Linked DNA regions of Mus musculus: all the other regions are linked to region 2. The links are chromatin contacts, called in public promoter capture Hi-C maps. All regions are on one chromosome and are shown on one strand. The core of a region is the stretch at or near the end of the contact, and the rest is flanking DNA. Distances in the headings are between cores, read along the strand shown. Region 1 holds the start of Scg2 (secretogranin II). Region 2 holds the start of Acsl3 (acyl-CoA synthetase long-chain family member 3). Region 3 has its middle 81 kb from the start of Gm26263.

Evidence for each region. Promoter capture Hi-C pulls out the DNA fragments that hold promoters and counts their contacts.
Region 1: a promoter capture Hi-C map of hippocampal neurons shows a contact between it and region 2, with 10 times the contacts expected there. The contact joins the promoter of Scg2 here to the promoter of Acsl3 in region 2. A contact is called at or near these places in 5 of 39 promoter capture datasets (cranial neural crest, frontonasal cranial neural crest, hippocampal neurons and 1 more) and 1 of 115 datasets of contacts at active chromatin or transcription factors (astrocytes).
Region 3: a promoter capture Hi-C map of pre-B cells shows a contact between it and region 2, with 2.8 times the contacts expected there. The contact joins the enhancer-like site here to the promoter of Acsl3 in region 2. A contact is called at or near these places in 5 of 39 promoter capture datasets (the 3T3-L1 cell line, the HPC-7 cell line, HPC-7-derived erythroid cells and 2 more) and 1 of 484 Hi-C or Micro-C datasets (epidermal suprabasal cells).

Annotation. Positions count from the first base shown.
Region 1 is chr1:79,437,904-79,442,381 of GRCm38.p6, reverse strand. Scg2 (secretogranin II) reads left to right here and starts at 2,356. Exons shown (of 2, transcript NM_009129.3): 1 at 2,356-2,426.
Region 2 is chr1:78,654,804-78,659,141 of GRCm38.p6, reverse strand. It overlaps Acsl3 (acyl-CoA synthetase long-chain family member 3), which reads right to left and starts at 1,317. Exons shown (of 15, transcript NM_001033606.2): 1 at 1,039-1,317. It overlaps Utp14b (UTP14B small subunit processome component), which reads right to left and starts at 1,317. Exons shown (of 3, transcript NM_001001981.3): 1 at 1,039-1,317.
Region 3 is chr1:77,977,007-77,981,388 of GRCm38.p6, reverse strand. No RefSeq gene overlaps it. Among named protein-coding and RNA genes, the nearest start is that of Gm26263, 81 kb to the right of the region's middle. Within about 2 kb of position 2,523, at least 6 of the 459 cell types and tissues checked have an H3K27ac peak or open chromatin away from gene starts, as enhancers often do.

The DNA of each region.
Region 1 (4,478 bases), core at 1,107-3,606, 780 kb before region 2:
TATACACCAGTACATTGAATGTGTAGCCCCAGCATGTTCCAGTGAGGTCCATGTGAACTCATGTGATGCTCTCTCATCATTGAGGAAAATTAAATATCTTTCCCAGAGCAAATCAGTGAGGACTTCTGTGAAATTTTTTTCATAAGTTTTAAAACTATTTTAGTATTTATTTCATATTCATAAGTTTTGAACAATTCAACAGTGTTTTGTAGAGTAGGAAGTCTTACAAACCTAATAAAAGATCAGCTTAGGTCTATTAGCTGGAGGTCTCTCCTCCTCTTACTCATTACTATATAGATAGAGTCAACAACTAATAAGCCACAAAACTTTCTTTCTTTTTTTTTTCATTTTAGCATGTTTACTTTTTTGTTTTTTATTAGATATTTTCTTCATTTACATTTCAAATGCTATCCCAAAAGTCCCCTATACCCCCCCTCCCACCCTGCTTCCCAATCTACCCACTCTCACTTCCTGGCCCTGGCATTTCCCTGTACTGGGGCATATAATCTTCCCAAGACCAAGGGCCTCTCCTCCCATTGATGGCGGACTAGGTCATCCTCTGCTACATATGCAACTAGAGACACAGCTCTGGGGGGGGGGGTTGTGTGTGTTACTGGTTAGTTCATATTGTTGCTCCTCCTATAGGGTTGCAGACCCCTTTAGCTCCTTGGGTACTTTCTCTAGCTCTTTCATTAGGGGCCCTGTGTTCCATCTAATAGCTGACTGTGAGCATCCACTTCTGTGCTTGCCAGGCACTGGCATAGCCTCACAAGAGACAGCTATATCAGGGTCTTGTCAGCAAAATCTTTCTGGCATATGCAATAGTGTCTGGGTTTGGTGGTTGTATATGGGCTGGATCCCCGGGTGGGGCAGTCTCTGGATGGTCTTTCCTTCCGTCTTAGCTCCAAACTTTGTCTCTGTAACTCCTTCCATGGGTACTTTGTTTCCCATTCTAAGAAGGAGCAAAGTATCCACACTTCCTTCTTCTTCCTTCTTCTTGAGTTTTGCAAATGCCACAAAACTTTCAAAGCCTTCTGAATAGCCTTCTCTTTAGTGCTTTCCAATGTATATTAAAATAATCTATCTTTCATCCCCATTGATTAAAGCCTTCTTAAAGCCAGAAAACTATATTCATTTTTTTCTTTTCCCAGTAGTTCACAAACTATCTGGCACCTCATAAGCATCATAACTCAGTTGGTGGGTAGATAAAATTGGAATGTGATTGTTCAGTCAGCAGAGACTTTTAGAGGACCTCATACAACAAGATTCTCTCAGTTCTCAGAAATATATTTCAGTATATACAGGGTTAGAGGACTCACATCTTTAATAAAATAAAGTTAAAAATTTAGACCTGTATAAATTATTAAGGTACCTAATCAAGTTCCACGGCAAAGTACAGCCATGGTTATGAATTATAAATCCAAGAAGCGGTGGGTTAACTCTGACATTGTTCCTTGGATGGTTCTCATTCATTGAAGTTAGTCACCTCAACTTACTCAACCAAAACCTAGAAGTATTTCTGTGGTACTATGTTCTCTTGATGCCAAGAGGGCTCTAGGCATATGAAAATCTCTCAATCTCTCTCCCTCTCTCTCCCCCTTCCACCCCCACTCTCTCTCTTCTAGCAGTAATCCCTCCCTTCCTGGTAGGCAGTATGTTTTTTGGAGCACAGTTTCTTAGCTATCTCTTGCAACACCTGATTTTGCTGAAGATTTGAATGGCCTCATATAGAAGTATCAACAACTTGAGCGTCTGTGAACTCTCATTTTGAACACTGTGCTGAAAGAATTGGAGTTGATTCTCATTAAAAAAAAAATTAAGCATCTCACCTTTTTTGCTCAAACTAAACAGTTTTAAAACAGTTCTGCCTGGAGTCATGATATGAAATACGATCTATCATATTTGCAATGTTCTGTTCAATTGTGGCTGCACCAGGAAATGAGAACGTATTTCTTTATAGGCACAAATAAAAAGATAGTCATTATCTGTAAAATTCTTATGACATGGCAGCAAGCCCAAGAAACCTTTCTAAACAAGGCGTGAAAACGCAGAGATGTCCTTGCAATTAGTCATGTCTATCTGACAGATTTCTTCCTTTCTAAGGGAATTTGTGCTGAACATTTTATTTCGAGCCTCAGAGATAAAAGAAGGGGGAAGAAGCTGTAGTTTTTGCTACATAAGACAGGTGGCGTAAGCATGCAACGCTTTAAAAAAATATCTAAAGTGATTGTTTTCTCTCGGATTCTTTGAAAAAGCTCGCCTGCGCTGGGGTTTGAGGCTGAGCCGGTGACGTCAGCGTGGAATGCGGAGTCAGGCGCCCAGGCTCTCTATAAGCCGAGGAGCTGTCCGGTGCTGAAACGGCCCGAGCCCTCACTCAGCGGCAGAGAGGAGCATGCTTGGAGCCTTCCACATAATATAAGACAGAGGTAAGACTGCTTTCTCTTCTATTTACTGGAAAGTTCTCATTTGAGTGTCCCTCCCTGTTTTCCCAGATGAGAGGAAAAAGACCGTTGGCAAGCTTATATTGATAGAATAACCGGACAACCTGCTGCTTTTTAGGCAAGGATACTCTATACGTGTGTGCCGAAATGAGGGGCTCTGTGATTTACAGGACTTGTCAGAGAATATGCATTAACTATAATGTTACTGAGTAAAACTGTATGCAAGGAGAGCAGAAAAGTTGAGAATTTTAACGTCAACATGCCGATTAATGTAAAGTTAACCAAACCTTATGTTTTGATTCTTTCTCTAATGTGTTCTTTTTCTCCCAAGAGTCAGATATAGAACCAAAAATATAATTTTATATGCTTAATAATCTTAACAGACAGTTTAAAAGGATTCAAATGTCATCAATCATATGAGTCACAGAGGCAAAAAATTTAGATTTGTTTTCTTTCTTTGATATTCACCTTAAGGGAACTCTGAATTAATTATTAATTATTTTATGAACTGGTATATTCCAGAAGGGCTTATGTTATTATGTGCTAATTTTAGTCTTGAGAAAGCAGCTTAGAATAATTTTGAACATTGACATTTTCCCCTTTTCAAAGATGAACTATCACTTTGTGGGAAAGGTTCATGTTACTAGGAATCACAGAGAAATGATAACTTTGAATCCAGGGAAGAAAATATATAGATCGGTATGGACTGTGATTGTAATTTTTATGCGTTGGTTGGAAAAGCTGATATGTTACTTGCTGAAGAGGTTGATTGAAGCAAATTTATTTTTGTTTATCCTAACTAGGTGGGTTGTTTGAATCAGATTTACTCACATGTGTTGATGGTTCAGTGTCAATGTTCCAGCTGATTTCATAGGAAAGATGTTTTTTACTGTAAGGGGCATCAATAATAGCTGTCTGAGGAGACACAATGTTCCTACCATTTAGACTTCAGAAAATTAAATTTTAAATCAAACACTGTGTAAGGTGTTAGAACTATTAAAGCCATCTTCACTGCTTGCAAGAGCAGCTCCTAGAGAAATGAAGTCCTTTGAGTGTTAGAAGCAATAACGGTGTCATCTAAAGTAAACCAGAGTCAGCGACGAGTCGGCCATGCATGTTAGGCTGTGGTTCAAACTGCAATGTGCATTCTTTCTCTAATTCTACAGAAAAACCTCCCTTCAAAGTAGTGGGTTCTCAGATAATCACGTAATCCATATGCTAAGATGTGTTAAGAGTATGTCAAGATAATGATCTTAAAGCAAATGCACTCAATATGGCTTTCAAGATAACATTTAACATGACAGTAGTGAAAGCTGATTGCCAAAGCTAAATCAATCCTGAAGTAATATGAAATATATTATATACATATAGAACCCTTTTTATTTAAACTTCATTATATCACTCACAAGTTTATGGGTACAGTTTCTTGAAGAAAGCATTTGTTTATTTTGGAAATGTTCTGTGTATGCTTAAATAGCCTACTTGGTGGTAATCTTAATCAGCCTATGTATGTAAGCAAAGGAAGTTTCTATACCTACAACCTATTGACAGTTCTAAAAAAATTATAGCATTCATTATCAGCAAGATCTGTTAAGCAATATCTAGATGCTTAATCTAACAGGAAATCATTTTCACATAACTTTGCTTATTTGCCACAAACCAGGATGTATCGAAGACATGAATAAACTTATAGATTTATTTACATGCATTTGTTTACAAAAGAAATTTCAAGGATTGAAATAGCTTCTCCAATTATCAGCAATGCCAAGCAGGAAGTGTACAAGTGATTCCTCTTACTAATCCATCTGTGAGATTTTAAAAATATTGGAGAAAAAAATGAATGAAGGTTTTTTTACCTTTTTTTCTTTTCTTTTCTTTTTTAAGTAGGAAGAATTCAACACATCGTCTGTGTTTATCTAAATTGGGAGTTACATAGTGGTTATTTTCAGATTTTCTAACAGTGTGTGTGAGTCATTTAAGATTTCACAGGTCCCTACAAAAATAGGCAGAGACATAAGACAAACTGAATCTGAACAC
Region 2 (4,338 bases), core at 68-2,567:
AGAGCCAAAGTGCGCATACAAAACAGCCTAAAACAAACAGGAAAAACAAAAACACCAAACTACAGCTCTGCAGAACCCCTAAGACCCAAAAGAACCTAGAAACCCAAAGCCACGGAAACCATTCAAACACCAACAGAGGGCTGTTGCTACTAAAGCCATCAGAGATTTGTTCTAGATTCAGACAGGCCCTCCTGGGGCTCAAGCTTCTCCTAGTAGCTCAGATCTGGGCTAAGTTAACGTGTCCACAGTGCAGGCTCTCTCGCTGTAAAACTGAGAATGTGCGACCGTCCCGGTGGACTAACAATGTAAACATAGCCATGCACAAAGTTCTTGGTGTGTGGCCTTTAAAAAAAGCTCAGTAAATGCCAGCTCTGTCATTCTAGGCAGTTATCAATCCCCCCTCTCTAGTTTCCACTGGATTCCCAAAAACTGTCCTGCCCTTTCTAAGTTGAGGGGCTCTATGTACAAGTGATCGGAATACCTGTTCTAGAACCAGAACGGACCATACAGTTGGATCTTCATCTGTGAAATCCCATCACGGGGATCACAAGTGACCCCCGGGGCTGCCTATGTATGCATCTCATGACTGACTCGTCCGAGACTAAAACGCACTTAGGAGGAGACACCAGAGGTTCCCCACGCCATTCCCACCGCCCGCACCCGCATTTCCTGTCCCACACCCGCAGTTTTCAGGGACCCTCTGGGCGCTGGTACCTCCCACGGACGCCGCGCGGCCGCGTGGAGCGGGACGACCCCACCCACGTGCCCGCGCCCGCGGAGGAGGCCGCGGTGCATCCTTCCTCCCGCGCCCGCAGCTCCACGCCGGCGGTTTCCCCGAATCCGCGAGGACGCCCTACTCGCCACTCACCCTCCACCAACCCCCGTTTCCCCGACCCTCGCCACGGCCCAGCACCCCGCGGCCCAGGAGTCCCCTCAGGCACCGGCGAGCGGCATGCACGCTCGCCGAGTGGGAGGAGGGAGGCCTGGCCGCCATCCCGCGACCCTCATCGCCTCACAACGGGCGCTGCGCGCACTCACCGCGGGCTCCGACCCACGCAGGCCTGGCTGCTCCTCAGAGCGGCTCCTGCCCAGCGCCACCTCCTCAGGACCCTGACGCAGCTGCTGGGGCCGCCCTGCGAGACGGGGACGACCGCCTGCTGCCGGCTCAGCCTCCCGCTCTGCCGCCGCCTCCTCGTCCGAGCCCGCGACCGCGGCCACAACCGCAGCGACGTTTCCCGGGCGCCGGCTGAGCAGCGTCTGTTGAGCCGCAGTCCTGGACGCGCACCCCGGGCTGGCGCTCGTTGCATATGCAAAGAGACCGCCGCCCATTGGCCCGCGGGCGGTGGCGCGTGCGGGGCTCGGCCTATCAAATGCCGGCCTGGGGAGCGCGGTGCTGGCGGCAGGGGCGGGGCGAGGTTACTATGGGTCATTCTGCGGAGCCGCCGACGGCTGGACCCGACTGGGGCCCTCGCAGGGCGGGGATTGAGCCCTTGGGGAGGGGAGCGGCGGGACGGACCCGCAGCTACAGCAGCTGCAGAGGGGAGCTGGGCAGGGGGCGCAGGGCGGGAAGACCTGAGGCGTCCAGGGTGCCCCCGCTGAGAACTGCAAAACCCGCCTTCACTGCTGCGATGCATAAATCTCAATATAAACGAAGAAATAACCTGCTTGTTTTTTTTTTTCCCCATTCTTCTCAGGACTGGGTTCGTTATCCTAGTTTGAACACGGATTTCTAGCAAATCTTGCAAAGAGAAAAAAAAAAAAATGACGTTTGAAAATGCTTGTGAAGGGGAAAGCTCAAAGCATGCCCTGTATTATTTCTCTTGCATGGGCTTCGTTTAATGCAGCGTGTATCCCGTTTACTCGTAAATCTTCGCATACCCACATTTCATGTTTGCAAAGGATGAAACTTTACTCAAAAATAATCTTTTATCAGCCGGGCGTGGTGGCGCACACCTCTAATCCCAGCACTCAGGAGGCAGAGGCAGGCGGATTTCTGAGTTCGAGGCCAGCCTGGTCTACAAAGTGAGTTCCAGGACAGCCAGGGATATACAGAGAAACCCTGTCTCGGAAAAAAAAAAAAAAAAAAAGCTTTATGAATCTTTATGACTGTGTGTGTTGTTTAGTTTGCCATTGTATAGATCCTCTTGGACACTACATCAGGATATAGGCATTTATTTTACAACTGCCTCCCCCCACTCAAAACATTCACCCAGCAAAACACAAATGACTAAATCAGCCACTGGAGTGTAATATTAGAAAGAGACTGTTCGTAGCAGAGTTGTTTTTTCTTAACCTAACCTATTATTTAGTTGGTCTGTGAACTTTTCTTTAAGTAGGTGAAAGGTCGAGTTGCTGTGCTAGCCTCAAGCTAAGGCAGAAAGAGGCTCACTTCCCAGGACAATCTTAAAAACTCCGAGGAGGCTGCCAGGACTTGAGCTAGGTGGAGCCATGATACACTCTACAAAGCCAGCTCACTCACTCACCTTGGGCCCCTAGCCAGTCTAATTGCCTGAAAGAACAGATAGTGTTTGACTCAAGCAGCCTGCTCCTACTAGGAATTTCACATTTCCCAAGGAAACCCTGCCAATAAAAGGAATGCAGAATTTCCAGTCTACAGAGGGATGAAGATGTGTACCTCAGAAGTGGTCATTCAGAACTGCAAACCTTGAGAAAAACTAAGCAACTTCAAGACAGCAAAACTAATAGTGAACCTTCCTCCCCAGTTAACAAACATAAAACACATGTGTAGAATTCCAGGGACATCTTTCTTCGTTATCTCTTTATAGGCTAAACAATATTTTATGGGCATGTATTTACATTTAACAGAAAATACTCTTGAGATTCAAATACTGAATTGGAATATTGTCTGCTGTTTAATACTAGTTAAACAGAAATTATTGTGCTTCTGTTCACTAGGCTTCTTTGTATGGTTGTTTAGTTCTTTGTGGGAGAGTGGGAGCCAAGATCTCATGTAGCTCAGACAGGCCTGGATTTTACTATGTAGATCAGGGTGGCCTAGAATTCACAGTGATTCTAGGATTACAGGTGTGATACACCTCTTTAGGCTTTGTTTACACCTGGAAACTCGTGCTTACACTAAGCCCACAGGCTAACCTTAAACTCCAGACAATCTTCCAACCTCACCTAGGTTTATTTATTGTCGTTGTTGTTTTGAAACAACAGGGTGTGATGACTCACAACTTTAATCTTAGTACTTGGAAGGCAGAGGCAGATAGATCTCTAAATTTGAGGCATGCCTAGCCTATTTAGTAAGGTCTAGGCCTGCCAGAAGCAGAAGATGGTGTTTTGTTGAGAGAGAGAGAGAGAGAGAGAGAGAGAGAGAGAGAGAGAGAGAGACTGGCAAGGTGACTCAGAGGATTATAGGTGCTTAGTGCGAAGCTTGATGACCTGAGTTCACCATGGGATACAAGTACACATGCACAAAATAAATATAATAAAAAGAAAAAGCAAAAACACATCTGGGCACAGTGATCCCAGCACTAGAGATGTTGCGGCTGGAGGGCTGCTGCTGTGACACTGGCCCTAGCTTGGGTTACGCAGTGAGTTGCAGGCCAGCTTAAACTCCAGAGTGAAACTCTGTCTCAGAATAACCAACCAAGACAAGGAAAGGAAAGGAAAGGAAAGGAAAGGAAAGGAAAGGAAAGGAAAGGAAAGGAAAGGAAAGGAAAGGCAAGGCAAGGCAAGGCAAAGCACATTTGCTTTTCTCTTAGAAAGGATTCAGTATGTGTTCAGAGTTTTGAGGGGTATTGAATTTTGATTACATTTCCCTTCTTTTTTGTAAAACTTCAAGTCAGAGACTATTAAGGGTCAACCACATGAAATCATGAACAGGAGTAGGCAGTCCCTTGTGCCCTTTTGGTGTGTTTCCAACTTACTGCAACAGTAAGGGGAATTGTCTATAATTGACATAAACATGTAATGGTCTATTTCCTGTGAAGGGGCATAGAAAGAGACTGTAACTATATCACAAAAACTACATTTCCCATTACGATAAGACAACAGAACCAGCTGATATTTAGAGTTTTAACAGGAATGTTTTTGTTTCATTTCCGGTGGGTGGGTGGGTATGAATATAGCACATGATGCTGTGTGAATGAAGGAGGCTCTGACTCCAAGGAGCAGAATAATCAACAAGAAGCAACTTTAAAATGTCACTTATAGCCTGGCATGAGAGCCCAAGTCTTTAAGCCCACGCTTGGGAGACAGGCAGATGATTCTGAGTTCAAAGACAGCCTAGTCTACGTAGCAAGTTCCAGGACAGCCAGGGTTATATGTACCCTGTTTCAAAAAAAAAAAAAACAAAAAAAAAAAACAAAA
Region 3 (4,382 bases), core at 1,274-3,773, 680 kb after region 2:
AAGGAGAGTCAGAGAGATGGAGACAGACAGAGAGAGAGAGAGAGAGAGAGAGAGAGAGAGAGAGAGAGAGAGAAAGACAAATTTCCTCATTGGCATAAAGTGGTACCTCTTAAAGCCAATGGCAAGTGCATGAAGTGTTACTCTGGGCCTTGGCACTCTTGCTGGGAGTATCTCCAAAAAGACCCAGTCCTCCATCAAGAAGCAGATGTACACGGGAACAAGACAAGAAGGTAGTTGTGTTTTGGTCTGGCCTAATCTCACTCACTTAAGAATGCTAAGATTTAAGCCAAACTTGTTAGCTGGTGATCTTCCAGCTAGTTGGAAGGCTGAGGCAGGAGGATCCCAGCCACAAAGCCATCCTTGACAGTCTGGTAGCCTGGGTAACTTACTGAGACCTTACCTCAAAATAAAACTTGAAAATAGGATTGAGGGTGTAACTCAGCTGTAAAGAGTTTGCCTGGTATGCTCAAGGCCCTAATTACAGCAAAGATTTCCCAGTGCCAGTTCACTCTTTGCCTCTGTCTGCCCTTCTCCAAACAAGGCCACGTGTCCCTGCCCCAGATCAGAGACTAGGCTCCTGAGTGCTGACTCGCCCATCTTTTTTCTCTTGTCAAAAAAGAAAATGTCCATGTCATTAACAGTCTGTGCTTTTTGACATTTTTTATTGGCTATGTTATGTATTTACATTTCAAATGTTATCCTCCTCCCAGGTTTCCCTTGAAACCCCTCCTATCGCCTTCCCCTTCCCCCTGCTTCTATGAGGGTGCTCCCCAACCAACTACCCACTCCAGCCTCACCTCCTTAGCATTCCCCTGTGCTGGGGTCTAAGCCTCTATAGGACCAAGGGATTACTAGATAAGGCATCCTTTGCTACATAGCAGCTGGAGCCATGGATCCCTCCATGTGTACTCTTTGGTTGAAGGAGTTTGCAACCCCATAGGAAGAACAGCAACCAGGCCCCCACCCCCACCCCCCCCAAGAGCTCCCGGCTTTTTGACATTTTCAACTTTAGATGATATATGATTGATATTGAGAACATTAGTTTATTCTGGGGGTAAAAGTTTAGGTTAAGGTAAGACCAACACAGGTTTGGCTTTGGGCAGACATAGAGGTATAATTGCTTAGAGTAACCTAAATCATGAGCCTTAACCCCAGTGATCATCTCTTTGATTCTCTTTCCTTCCTCCCCTCCTCCTCCTCCCCTCTTCTTTTCTCTCTCCCTCCCGTTCTTTCCCTCCTTAGCCCACTTTATCCTCCTCCTGAAACTTTTTGATATTTTGAGATAGTATCGCACTATGTAGATCAGATTGGCATTGAACCCGAGAACCTTCTCTGTCACTCTCCGAGTGCTTGGATTAGACATGGGAACCACCATGCTGGGCCCTGATGGTGGTTTCTAAAATGTTGAAAGAACGAGCACACCACTGGTTTTTCAATGCTGCTCTTTTCTTTTGATCAAAATGCTAAATGCGATAGCTTCGGCTCACTGGCTCACTTTATGTCATTTAAAAGATGCTTTTAAAATTTTATGTGTATAAATGTTTGTCTCTGTGTGTATGTAACCCACATCCACATGCATGACTTTGCCTGTAGAGATCAGAATAGGGTGTCAGAACTCCAGGAGTTGGAGTTAATGATAGTTGTGAGCTACCATGCGTAGGTGCTGGAAAACAAACATGGGTCTTTTCAAGAGCAGCCAGTGCTCTTAACTGCTGAGCCATCTCCCCAAGTCGTATCATTTTATGTTATCTTATGTGCAATGAGCAAAATTAAGGAAAAATCAGTTTGGAAGAGACTCATCAGTGGGACTTGTGCACTGGGAATGTGTCTGTATTGTGCTTCTCGCTTCTATGTTACTTCAGCTGGCACTGCAATGAACAGGCTTATTTCAGGAGACAGTTTTAAAACACAGTTACATTTTATTACTCCTTTAAAAGTACATTGGCAAAGTCCACATCACCAAGGAGTGTGTTTAATTTAATCTTTTACTGAGTGTAGCCCTTGTCCTGTTTATGACCCAAGACTGATGCCTCAGCCCATAAATGTGGCTTCTCTGAAGCCATACTGAACATACATGCAGCCCTCCGACAAGACAGCATTTAACAACCTTTTTTTTTTTTTTTAACTAATCGAAAATTGCTTCTCTCAAGTTCCCAGAGAGGCATGGACGCTAGCATGGCCCACGCTTTGCTGGAAAAGCACAGGATGTTTTAGAGAAGGTAGTTCTGACTGCTGGAAAACATCTTGAATTGTTGAAGGTCTAACAGACTCGAGAAAGCCCCGGAGAATCAATGGAAGAACAACACGATGTAATGGCTTTTAAAAGATGGGAACCAGAATGAAAAAAAAAAAAGCTTTAATTCATTTCAGAAAGAGATGTCAACTCAGTGTTTGTGGATAAAGTTGCCAGATAATCTTTCTCAATTCCAAATTCATTTTTGGGGGTTTGGAAACCAGACAGTGTCAGGCACCAAGAAAAGTCTCAAACAGTTGGCGCCATCTAGTGGTTGTGAAGGACAAAGCCAGAGCGCGAACCGATTCCAGGCTAGTAAGCCCACACACTTCTGGAAATAGCCCTGTAGCTTTTCTGCACGGGATTCGGGTTTGCATGGTAAGTACTTTTACATACTGGGTTGTCTAGGATGCTTTCCCAGTAAGCACTTATCATAATCCTAATAGTGAAGTGGCTCACCCTTTCTAGGATCTCAGAGAAGTATCTGATTCAAGGTCATTTGGATGAAGTGAATAGGCGACAAATTGAAGTTTTCTGGTAACTATTCAGTCGTGGCCTCTCCAAAAGCACACAGCATTCTCAGAGAACACTTAAAAGGGAAAGTAAGCCCTTGGAGAGATGGTCCTTGTAGAAGATCACATCTCAGTTCCAAAAGTCCCAATAGGAGCCTCACAATTGCCTGTAAACTCCAGTTGCAGAGGCTCCAACACCTTCATTTGGCTTTCTCGGGTACCTGCACACACGTGATGCATGCTCAAATAAATATGAAAAAAGAAACTCACAAATATGAATCCATTTGACCTTTGTGTAGCATGTATACATGGGTTTTCAAAGAATTATTTTAAATATACTTTATGTATAAACCAAAGGGCAGAGAGACCCTTCCATCGTGGAGTGAAAGTTCCAAACATGATGATGAGCATATTCGTCTCAGCTCCAAACTTCGTCTCTGCAACTCCCTCCATGGGCGTTCCACTCCCAATTCTAAGAAGGGGCAAAGCGTCCACACCCTGGTCTTCATTCCTCCTGAGTCTCATGTGCTTCGCAAATTGTTTCCTATATCTTGGGTATTCTAAGTTTCTGGGCTAATATCCACTTATCAGTGAGTACATATCATGTGAGTTCTTTTGTGATTGGGTTACCTCACTCAGGATGATGCCCTCCAGGTCCAACCATTTGCCTAGGAATTTCGTGAATGCATTCTTTTTAATAGCTGAGTAGTACTCCATTGTGTAAATGTACCACATTTTTCTGTATCCATTCCTCTGTTGAGGGGCATCTGGGTTCTTTCCAGCTTCTGGCTATTATAAATAAGGCTGCTATGAACATAGTGGCGCATGTGTCCTTCTTACCGGTTGGAACATCTTCTGGATATATGCCCAGGAGAGGTATTGCGGGATCCTCCGGTAGTACTATGTCCAATTTTCTGAGGAACTGCCAGACTGATTTCCAGAGTGGTTGTACAAGCTTGCAATCTCACCAACAATGGAGGAGTGTCCCTCTTTCTCCACATCCTCACCAGCATCTGTTGTCACCTGAATTTTTGAGCTTAGCCATTCTGACTGGTGTGAGGTGGAATCCATCCCATAATCAGCCTCTAAATGCTGACACCATTGCATACACTAGCGGGATTTTGCTGAAAGGACCCTGATATAGCTGTCTCTTGTGAGACTATGCTGGGGCCTGTCAAACACAGAAGTGGATGCTCACAGTCAACTATTGGATGGATCACAGGGCCCCCAATGGAGGAGCTAGAGAGAGTACCTAAGGAGCTGAGGGGATCTGCAACCCTATGGGTGGAACAACAATATGAACTAACCAGTGTGCCCCCCCCCCCCAGCTTGTGTCTTTAGCTGCATATGTATCTGGCCTTGTTGGCCATCCGTGGAAAAAGAGGCCCAAAGAGGCCCATTGGTTGTGCAAACTTTATCTGCCTCAGTGCAGGGGAACGCCAGGGCCGGGAAGTGGGAGTGGGTGGGTGGGAGAGTGTGTGTGTGTGTGTGAGGGTGTGAGGGACTTTTGGGATAGCACTGGAGATGTGAATGAAGAAAGTACCTAATTAAAAAAGAAAAAAAGAAAAAAAGAAAGAAAGAAAAGAAGAGAAAAGAAAGAATGAACATATTCTTATACATATAAAAGAAAGCAAAGC